Regions from separate parts of the Sus scrofa genome. Here regions 2 and 3 are each linked to region 1. A link is a contact called in public Hi-C data. All regions are on one chromosome and are shown on one strand. Each heading gives the region's core, a stretch centred on a gene start, on an enhancer-like site or on the middle of the called end of the contact. The rest is flanking DNA. Distances are from core to core; before and after follow the strand shown. Region 1 holds the start of RAP1A (ras-related protein Rap-1A). Region 2 holds the start of ADORA3 (adenosine A3 receptor). Region 3 overlaps TMIGD3 (transmembrane and immunoglobulin domain containing 3).

The links. Hi-C and Micro-C count contacts between places; a contact is called where the count stands out from the background.
Region 2: a Hi-C map of blood shows a contact between it and region 1, with 1.9 times the contacts expected there. The contact joins the promoter of ADORA3 here to the promoter of RAP1A in region 1. A contact is called at or near these places in 1 of 5 promoter capture datasets (liver), 3 of 47 Hi-C or Micro-C datasets (blood, brain and epiblast stem cells) and 2 of 2 datasets of contacts at active chromatin or transcription factors (alveolar macrophages and skeletal muscle).
Region 3: a contact with region 1 is called in a Hi-C map of alveolar macrophages, with 1.8 times the contacts expected there. The contact joins the enhancer-like site here to the promoter of RAP1A in region 1. A contact is called at or near these places in 1 of 5 promoter capture datasets (liver), 4 of 47 Hi-C or Micro-C datasets (alveolar macrophages, brain, epiblast stem cells and 1 more) and 2 of 2 datasets of contacts at active chromatin or transcription factors (alveolar macrophages and skeletal muscle).

What each region holds. Positions count from the first base shown.
Region 1 is chr4:108,749,204-108,752,437 of Sscrofa11.1, forward strand. It overlaps RAP1A (ras-related protein Rap-1A), which reads right to left and starts at 1,749. Exons shown (of 8, transcript XM_021090035.1): 1 at 1,630-1,749.
Region 2 is chr4:108,852,561-108,855,794 of Sscrofa11.1, forward strand. ADORA3 (adenosine A3 receptor) reads left to right here and starts at 1,740. Exons shown (of 2, transcript NM_001243435.2): 1 at 1,740-2,412. The coding sequence starts at 2,063. All of the region lies in intron 2 of TMIGD3 (transmembrane and immunoglobulin domain containing 3), which reads left to right.
Region 3 is chr4:108,831,707-108,834,940 of Sscrofa11.1, forward strand. All of the region lies in intron 2 of TMIGD3 (transmembrane and immunoglobulin domain containing 3), which reads left to right. Among named protein-coding and RNA genes, the nearest start is that of TMIGD3, 19 kb to the left of the region's middle. Within about 2 kb of position 1,450, at least 30 of the 83 cell types and tissues checked have an H3K27ac peak or open chromatin away from gene starts, as enhancers often do. A contact at or near this core is called in alveolar macrophages and liver, where this site is marked.

The sequences.
Region 1 (3,234 bases), core at 499-2,998:
CAAGAAAGACCAAGTGCCTAGCATGTGCCAGGCACTGTATGAACCTCAGTACCTTACACCTAATCACATTTTGTGGCACATAATTCAAAATACCGAGGAAACAAGATTTACTGAAACACCAGACTAAAAGAATTTCAATTAACGCAAATACAATTTCAAAACAGAAAGTAAGTGTTCAAGAAATCAAAATAAAGAAGCTCGAAACCTGATTTAGTGTCAATTATGTCAAAATAGTGCAGATTATCAATTACATCACAAGAGAAGAAAAACTACACACATGCATGCCCACCCCCACACTCTGACAGGAAACCAAAATAAAGTTTCCAAATCCTGTTTCCAGCAGCATCCCTTTAGAGACTGCCCTTCAGCATGCTTTTGAAGGTAGGAGCCCCACGTTAAAACTAAGAGCGGATACTTCACTCTTAACTGTGCTAAAAACAGAAAGAATTATCATCTCACACCCAGGAAGCAGAAAACTGTGGCCACCTGTACAGCTGTGACCCATTAACCTCCTGCCCTGTTATTCTCTTTCATTTCTTCTACCTTCCTCCCTTCGAAGCAGTGACAAAACCATTTTCCCTCCCCAAAAGGAATACATAACTCCTCGACGCTAGTTCTTTTTCCAAGAGGTCAAAAGGTCCCCTAAACTCTGGTTCTTAGCACCGTGAGCTGATTCCACTTTTCAGGCACAAGTGTCTTCCCCTCAAGTTCTCCCCACAGCAGTAAGTTACACAATTCAGCCGAAAACGCTGTCCTTAACTTCCTGAACCAGGGGGCAAAAGACACTCCTACCAGTCCCAGTTTGAAGGAAGACAAGAATCACACGGTGACCTCTGCACTAATAAAATTCAGGAAAGAAGCAGAGACCCAAGAAAAGCAACGCCCGAAAAGGCGAACACATGGCATGCCACGGAAGACGTTGGGCAAAGAGGGCGGGAAAGGGGCTGGGAAATGGAGTGGGGCGTAGAGATGTCAGCCCTGCGCACTGGGGGAATAAAGGAACGGGGGACCCCGAACCCTGACAAGTGAACACAGAGAGGACACTGCTCCGGTCTACCCTCACCTCTCCAGCAGACGAGGGAGGAACAGAAAATTCACCCAACCCTCCAACCCCCTCTGTGCTTGCCCCCCAAAGGGTGAGCTGGGTTTGAAGGAAGATCTGACCCTAGTCTGGGGACACGCAAGAAGAAAAAGGCAGCGATGTCCAATCTTCTACCTCCCTCGGGCAGTGAGGGGCGAGGGCACTGTGTCCGGGGAGATGGCGAGGGAAATAGGCTTGTGCCATGACACCTCGGGGAGTTGGAGGGTGGGGGACACAATGTCCTCTTTCTCTCCCACACCCGGCCCGGGCCCCTCCCGTCCCTCTCCCGCAGGCCCAGCCACAGTCCACCGGCTCGGTCCGCGGGCGTGGTTGGCTCTGGCCCCGGCGGCGGCGGCCGGGCCTCCCCAAGTCCTGGCCCCTCCCGCCGGCCAGGCCCCGGGCCGCCGCCCCGGACACCGAGGGAACGCAGAGGAGGAAGGGGGAGCCAGGGGACTGACCGGCAACAGGAGCCGCCTCAGCCCCGGCTCGGCCGACCCGCGCCCCCCGCTCCTTCTGAGGCCGGCTCCGGCTCCCCGCCCCTCACTCACCCCCCCGGTCCGGCGCCTCCTCCACCTCCTCCTCCTCCTCCTCCCTCCACTCGGCCGTGGCTCCTGCTCCGGCTCTGCGCGGCGACGGCGGCGGCAGCGGCCTCGAGAGCGGCGGCGGCGCCTCCAGAACGCGCACGCACGCAGCACGCAGGCCACGCCCCCAAGTCCCGCCCCGCCCCTCCGAGTCGGCGTCGGCAAGGTTTCGGCCCCGCCTTCCTTTTGGCGTTCCGGAGTCCGCTTAAAGGGGCCGCGCAGGAAGGGATGCGAGAGTTACGAACCGGGAGAGTTATGACCTGAGGAGAGGAGCGGGAGTTACGGTTTTGCCTTGGGCGGTTGGGTGCGGAAAGGAAATGAGGAATAGTCCGAAGATTCTGGAGTAATAGAATTTTGGACGGAATACAACCTTTTGATAAGTACTAATTGAACATCTCATATGTGACAGGCACAGGGAATAATGCCATTGGCAAGTAAAGGCCCTCGTAGAGCTTGCATTCTAGTGGGAGAGAGGAGACTGAAACAAACAAGTAGAACAAAAATTTCAGAAAGTGGAGTCCCCATCTTGGTTCAGGGAAACAAATCTGATTAGTAACGGTGAGGACGCAGGTTCGATCCCTGGCCTCGCTCAGTGGGTTAAGGATGCGGCATTGCCATGAGCTGAGCGGTAGGTCACAGACAAGGCTGGGATCTGGCATTGCTGTGGCTGTGGCATAGGCCAGCAGCTACAGCTCCAATTAGACCCCCAGCCTGGGAACTTCCATACGATGTATCTGCGGCTCTATAAAATCCAAAAACTAAAAAAAAAAAAAAAAAAAATCTCTTTTGGAGTTCCCGTCGTGGCGCAGTGGTTAACGAATCCGACTAGGAACCATGAGGTTGCGGGTTCGGTCCCTGGCCTTGCTAAGTGGGTTAAGGATCCGGTGTTGCCGTGACCTGTGGTGTAGGTTGCAGACACGGCTCGGATCCCACGTTGCGTGGCTCTGGCGTAGGCTGGTGGCTACAGCTCCGATTAGACCCCTAGCCTGGGAACCGCCATATGCCGCAGGAGCAGCCCAAGAAATGGCAAAAAAAAACCAAAAAAAAAAAAAAAAGTTCAGGAAGTGATAAGTGGTGTGAAGAAAAATAAAGCCAGGAATGGAGTGACTTTATAGATGGCCAGATATTGCCCCTCAGAGGAGACCTTTGAGCCCATAGTGTATGATATGAAGGAGTGGGCTTAGAAAATATGTGGGAGGGGAGAAGGCATAGGGGAGACCTTATAAGCTGAAAGAAAATCTCTGGCCTTAAGCTCAGAGTTGGGAACAGCCGAGCATGTAGCAAGAACAACAAATGGCCAGAATGGCTTGGGGTGATCAGCTAGCCAGAGAGTAGTAGTAGTTGGGCTGAGAGAGGTGCGGAAGAAGAGGTCAGGTCCAGTGGAGCCTCATGGGCTGTCACAAGAGCAGCAGAGAGCCATGGGAGGGTGAGCAGAGGAATGACCACATCTGATTCACAATTTTCAAAGTTACCATGGCTCATGTGTGTAAAATACACAACAGGGAAGCACAGATGTCAGCAGAGAGGCTGTTCATGGGAGCTTGGACGAGGTGTGTCTGAATGTATTCAGGT
Region 2 (3,234 bases), core at 490-2,989, 100 kb after region 1:
ATCCTGAATTGCTGTGGCTGTCATGTAGGCCGGCAGCTGCAGCTCCAATTGGACCCCTAGCCTGGGAACGTCCATATGCTGTGGGTGTCAGCCTAAAAAGACCAAAAAAAAAAAAAAAATTGCAGTAGAAAATTGTCAGAACACTGCAAACCAACTACAATGGAAAAAATAAAAAGCGTTTAAAATGGAAAAAATAACAAAATAAATTTTTAAACAAAGTAGGAGAGGGCTGCCCCTTAAAGTCTGGGGAGTTTGCTCAGGTAGATGTGGCAAGTCCAGCGGGATGAGCAAGGAGACCAGCAGACTTGGGATTCTGCAGGGGAGGTGGTGCAAAGGATGCTGCAGAAGCAGGACAACTAAAGGAGACGCTGGCCGGCCCCATGCTGGGCCATCCTGCCAGTACCCGCTGAGAAGCATTTGTTTGAAACACCAGAGCAGCACTCGCATGATTGTCAAACTTTATTTTGGGCTGTACATAGATTGGTGCTTAACGTCAATATTATAAACTCTTCCGTCCACTGTGTGAGCTAGGGTGCCACTGTTGCTTTGGCTGTCTCTCTCAATAACTCTTCGAGGGGCAGCACTGAGAAGCACGTGACCCTCAGGGACCCTGCAACACAACTGCATTCCAGGGTCTCATTCCCAGCAGTTGAGACCAGGTGAGCAGCTTCGGGGAGAGGGTCAGATTCCCAGACAGACAGCTGTTCCTGCAGGGCGGGGCTCGGGGCAGGAGGGCAGGAGGTGTGCCCCGATTATGTGCACCTGTTGCCCCTTCCTTCCTTTCTGTGTGGCTGGTCATCCTGTTGTCCTCTTGTCCCTCACATAGCTTTGACACGGTCTGGTTGCTAGCGTGAGGGCGTGCTGGGTGTGTGGGCTGAGAAGGGGAGATGAGGCGCCAAAGATGTGATGCTCACGGGAGGTGTTCACATTTTGCTCATCCAAACAGGGCATCTTAATTTGTCCCTTTGGCGAAAGATCTTTGATCCAAAGCCTGGGTTCCAGCTGTGCCCCGGGAAGGGTCAATTCATGTGGGTGAATTCTCAGCACTTGCCGTTATGCACTGTGTCATCCATCTGGGCTGATATAACCAAATACCCAACACTAAGTGGCTTAGAAACAAGAGACATTTATTACTTATAGCTCTGGAAGTTGGGAAGTCCAAGATAAGTCCCCAGCAGAACCCGTGTCTGGTGTGAGCCCACTTCCTGTACATAGATGGTGGAAGGGGCAAGAAAGCTCTGTGGGTCTCTCTTAAAGGGACACTAATCTCATTCATGAAGACCTTTTATGACCCTGTAACCTCCCAAAGCTCCCACTTCCAAATGCCTTGACCTTGAGGGGCAGATTTCAACGTGTGAGCTTCGAGTAGACACAGATTGTCAGTCTGTAGCTTGCACTCAGAAACAGCCCATTCTGGCTGAGGTTAAGAGCCTGCCACCAATGTCCACTTCTTGTTCCTCTGCATGTTCTGTTTACGTCCTTATCACGGGATCTTTCTGCTAAGCTAGCAGAAAACGAGAACATGACATAGTCAGTGCTCCAGCCCCTCTCCCACCCAGTGTGACATTCTTATCCGGTCCCCGAGTAAATGAAGGCTGAGCCTCCTTCATGCCACACACATCCCCCCCCCACCCCGACCCCGTTCTTTCCATCTTCTCGCCGAGGGCTCCTGGCTCTGGGCTTCCTCTTGGCCCATCTCACTTCCTGAAACAGCACTGAAGAGCACTGCTTATCTCGATGGAGCTCGAGTAGCCCTCTGGAGGTGGGGGAACTGAGAGCCGTGGCACTTTCACATTCGGCCCACACAGAACTGTCCTCCAGGCTTCTGGGAACTCGGGGACGTGTAGCCCATGTCGGGGCTGGAAGTGATGGCCCGGTGATGGGCTCTCTTTCAAGAGAGGGGGTTCCACCAGCGCAGAGAAGGAATGGGCCAGTGGTGAGTTCTGGACTGCAGCTGCTGCCCCTGGACTCTGGCAAGATGTCGGGCAAGAGCTAGGCTCCCTGGTCCACGCGGATCCTGCGGGCACATCTGTCCCCTGGGAGGCTCCTCTTGGAGAGCAAGATGCTGGTCAACAGCACTGCTGTGTCATTGGCCAGTGTGGCCTACATCACTGTGGAGATTCTCATCGGGCTCTGCGCCATAGTGGGCAACGTGCTGGTCATCTGGGTGGTCAAGCTGAACCCCAGCCTGAAGACCACCACCTTCTATTTCATTGTCTCCCTTGCCCTGGCTGACATCGCTGTTGGGGTGCTGGTCATGCCTTTGGCCATCGTCGTCAGCCTGGGTGTCACGATCCACTTTTATAGCTGCCTTCTCATGACCTGCCTGCTGCTGATCTTCACCCACGCCTCCATCATGTCCTTGCTAGCCATTGCCGTGGACCGATACCTGCGGGTCAAGCTCACGGTCAGGTAACTAGGTTGAAGAGGGGTGCCGTGCAGCAGTGCGAGGGGTGCCTGGGGAAGGGGGTTACAACGTTCAGATCCTGGACTTTTTGAGTGGAAACCAATCCAAACTGGCCTCTGAGCTTGAAAGAGGTTCTTCTCCCCGCTTGGTGTGTGATGAGGGTTTAGCAAGGACGAGCTGAGGCTCAGGAACTAGAAAGCAGAGGACACTCTGACCGCACCACCCCCATCTCCACCCCCACCCCGCGCACCAACTATGGGAGTGAAGTGCTCGAATCCCAGGGGGGTGGGGGGGCTAAGGATGATAAAAGCTTGATGCATCTTTAAATAGTGAAAAATGCTCTTGATTTTTAGAAATGACAGAAACATACCAGATGATAAGATAAGCAGACAGAGAAGAAGAAGAGATAAACTGATGGTTTTGCTCTTTGCAAATGTAGGTTATTTTAAACCTATCTTAACTTTGCTTCCTCTTCCATGTTGAGAATGGAGCCCAAAAAGTTCTCCATGGCAGAAAGTAGTAACAACCTCTCGTGTGCCCATGTGAACAGAACAGACTGCCAGATAGAGAAACCGAATTCCCCAGATGTCCTGAGCTGCACTGGTCTCTGTCTCTCCTCTTCTCTTGTGGGAAGTGCATGGTGAGGAAGCCACCGACTTGGCTTCAAATCCCAGATCTTGAGGTCTGATCTTGGGCCAGTTATTCACCTTTTTCTGCCTCACTTCCTCAGCATAGTGGTCAAACTGCTCTGAACATAGACTTACCTCTTTCCAGTTTTAGCTCCACCACTCTTAGCTTGTACAAGCTGCTTAGCTGGTCTGTTTCAT
Region 3 (3,234 bases), core at 200-2,699, 82 kb after region 1:
CAGAGAGTAGAGGGAAGTTGACCCCAGGCCTTGAAGGATGCGTGACATCTCATCAGTTCAGGAAGAGTTAGGTGAGAATAGTGGGGAAATATATTGGGAGCGCTAAGGTGATTACAGGAAAGTGTGAAAACCAGGGGGAAGAAATCGGACCTGCGTTGGCGCATAATAGGAAGAAAGCAGCTGTAGGCCGAGGAGCCGAAGGCCAGCAGGACCAGGAATCGTTCAAGGGAAATTCATCAGTCTTGACATGTTGGAGACAGAGAAGTTGGTCTGGAGGCAGCCCGGTCGTTCTTGCAAATGCTAATCAGTTGGAAGGGGATAAAACCTGGGATTGCGGTGAGGACAGAAGGAACACAGAGCAAAGGAAGGTATCCCGGTGGAAAGGGATAGTTCTTGGCTCACAGCAGATGATAAATGTCCGCTGAGAGATAGACGAACCATTCAAAGGAATAATTAACAGCGCTCGGTGCGTCAAAAAGTCATGACCGTGACTAAAAGTTTGAACCAAAGTGACAAAAAGAATGCTTTATTATTTCATGGCCAGGGATGAGGTGTATGAGAGATGTGGTGAATTCAGGGAAAAGAAAAATAACCAGCCCCTATGAACTCTTATAGTGTTAAGTTTTGCTTCCTTTTCCTGAGTACAGGACTGACGATAAAACAATTGACTCGTATGTGTTAATAGCAAGTTAATAATGCAAGTAAATAGGGTGACGAGGGCGTGGCTTGTAGCCTCTCCAGTGTCCTAAGATGGTTTGTCCTGGGGATGCCTCTCAAAGTGCTGCTTGAGTTGTTAACCTCTTGGGCCTCAGTTTCTTCATCTGAAAAATGGGAGCGTTGATTGGTGCTGGACAATGTCCTTCTGGTGTTAAAAATCAGTGACTCCGTTCCTTTTGCTGGTATGTGTGGGTTTTTTGCCTTAAAAAATGACTGCAGAGTGAACCCCACCTCTTTAGGCCCATCTCTGAAGTGAGCAGAGGAAACTCGTGTACAAGGTTCAGAATCTGAAGGGCCTGCGAGCTGAAGGGCTATTGCTCACTGTCTGAAGGATCCCATTGCCAAAAATGGAAGTGCTGTTTGGAGGGCTGTTTTTGCCGTGTCCCTTGGACTTAAATGGAACTGAATTCTCTTGCAAAGATGGAGAGGAGAGGAGAAGAGGAGGGGGTGCCTGGGCTGGGAGCTGGCTCTGCTAATCTATGCACTGGAGGTCCAAGTTCAAAAATGCTTGCAGGAAAGCTTCAGTTCCATTTTTTTTTTTTTTTTTCTCCATACACAATGAAGCCGTTGTGTGTCCAGAAGCTGGGAGAAGACAGCTGGATTTCTATGGCTCCACGGCCAGCCTCGTTTTTATTCCTTTTTGATTCTCCTCTTTTGGAGACACCCCACAGGACACATCGGTCTGGAGAAGGAAATACTAGTCAGTCTCATGTGGTAACGTCTAGAAAACAAGTACATCCTGACCAGGAGTGATCAGCCTTCAAGTAGCATGAAGCCTCAGTGAGTATGTGAATCATGACTTTCAGTAAAACAAGGAACATTCAAGACCTGACCTTCAATTCACCTTGACATTAGTCCTGCCTCTGATGACCATTTTAAGTGGGAAGTTCCTGGATTGCTGGGTCCCTTGGCCGTGTTAGTTTCATCTTGTAAACTACCCCGTGCAGGAATGTGTTGAATAAATGCCCATCTGATTTCAAAAGTCCAGAGGGATCTCTGTGCCTCTTGCTTTGCAGGATCTAATCAGATGGTCCCTGAAATGGCTCAGACCCTCTCTTCCGGCAAAATTTCTAAAAATGATAAATTGTTTCTTCTGCTAGACCTCTGTGATAGTTTTTCTGCGGTTTCTCTTTCAACAGATGAAGCTTTCTGGAGTTGACACAAAAGGAAACTGGGGTTTAGAGGTGGGGGAGTAGAGTACATTTAAATACAATGATAATAATAGGTGACATTTACTCAGAGCTTTTCTGGTGTCAGGCACTGGTGGGGGTGTTTGACGAAGGTTAATTCATTTCAGCCTCAAAATGACTTGGTAAAATGGATGTTATCTTCGTCATTTTAAAAATGAGGAAATCAGCAGTTCCCGTCATGGCGCAGCGGAAACGAATCGGACTAGGAACCATGAGGTGGCAGATTTGATCCCTGGCCTCGCTCAGTGGGTTAAGGATCCGGCGTTTCTGAGAGCTGTGGTGTAGGTTGCAGATGTGGCTCGGATCCTGCATTGCTGTGGCTGGGGTGTAGGCTGGCAGCTGTAGCTCCATTGGACCCCTAGCCTGGGAACTTTTATATGCTGTGGGTGTGGCTCTAAAAATATATTAAGAAATACAAATGGGGAAATCGTGGGACAGAAAGGTTGAACCATGAAGCTGATGGGGAGCCGAGCCAGGCTCCCGAATGTAGTCCTGAGAGCCTGACACTATAATTTCCTGTGAGCTGGGTGTTCCCTTGACATTCAGGTCCCTGGGTTTCCTGACAGCTGTGTTGTGTTTTCCTTCTAGAGAGTCTTGACTGTTCATTGTCTTTATACTCTGGCTCCTAGATGAGCAGAAAGTGATGGGAGAGCAAATAGGGGCGGAGAAGGAGGGAAGATGTCACGGCATCGAGGCCATGCGCGCGCATGTGTGCACACGCACACGCGCACACTCACGAGCTGGTCCATGTATGTCTTTTATCCTCCCATCACTCCTGTGCTCTCGGAGGCTCCTTTCCCACCAGGTTCTACACCGTCTTTCCCTGAGGGCTCAGCCCTTTCTGCTCCCGGTCATGGGAAGGGGCGGGAAAGAGATGACATTCTTTTCAAGGGCCCGCCCGAAAACCCTGTTTGGAACGAGGCTGCTGGGAAACTGGGTTGTTGACTCGCTTCCTCACTTCTTCTCCTCGACTCAGAAGAATTGAGAACAGCCCCTGTGGAGGCCAAGCCTCTGCGAGAGACACGGTGTAATCGCCAGCTCTCCGAGCTGAGAAGGAAATGAGTCCCGCCCTGGAGGAGCTCAGCGCTGACCAAAGCAAACCCCCGTTCTGATGGGTCATCCCTCACCCCCCAAGACTGTCACCTCGGGACATCTTCTGTGATGTGCCGTCACGTCACTGTCACGTCACTGTCATTCCTGGATTGAAAAAGCAACTCCAGCTTTTACAACCATGCTGCAGAATGCTCTGTTGTCATCACAATGAGTGAGGCTGTATTAATATTGAAAGATACCTGGGGTATGACCATGAAAGGAGCCTGCTGAACAG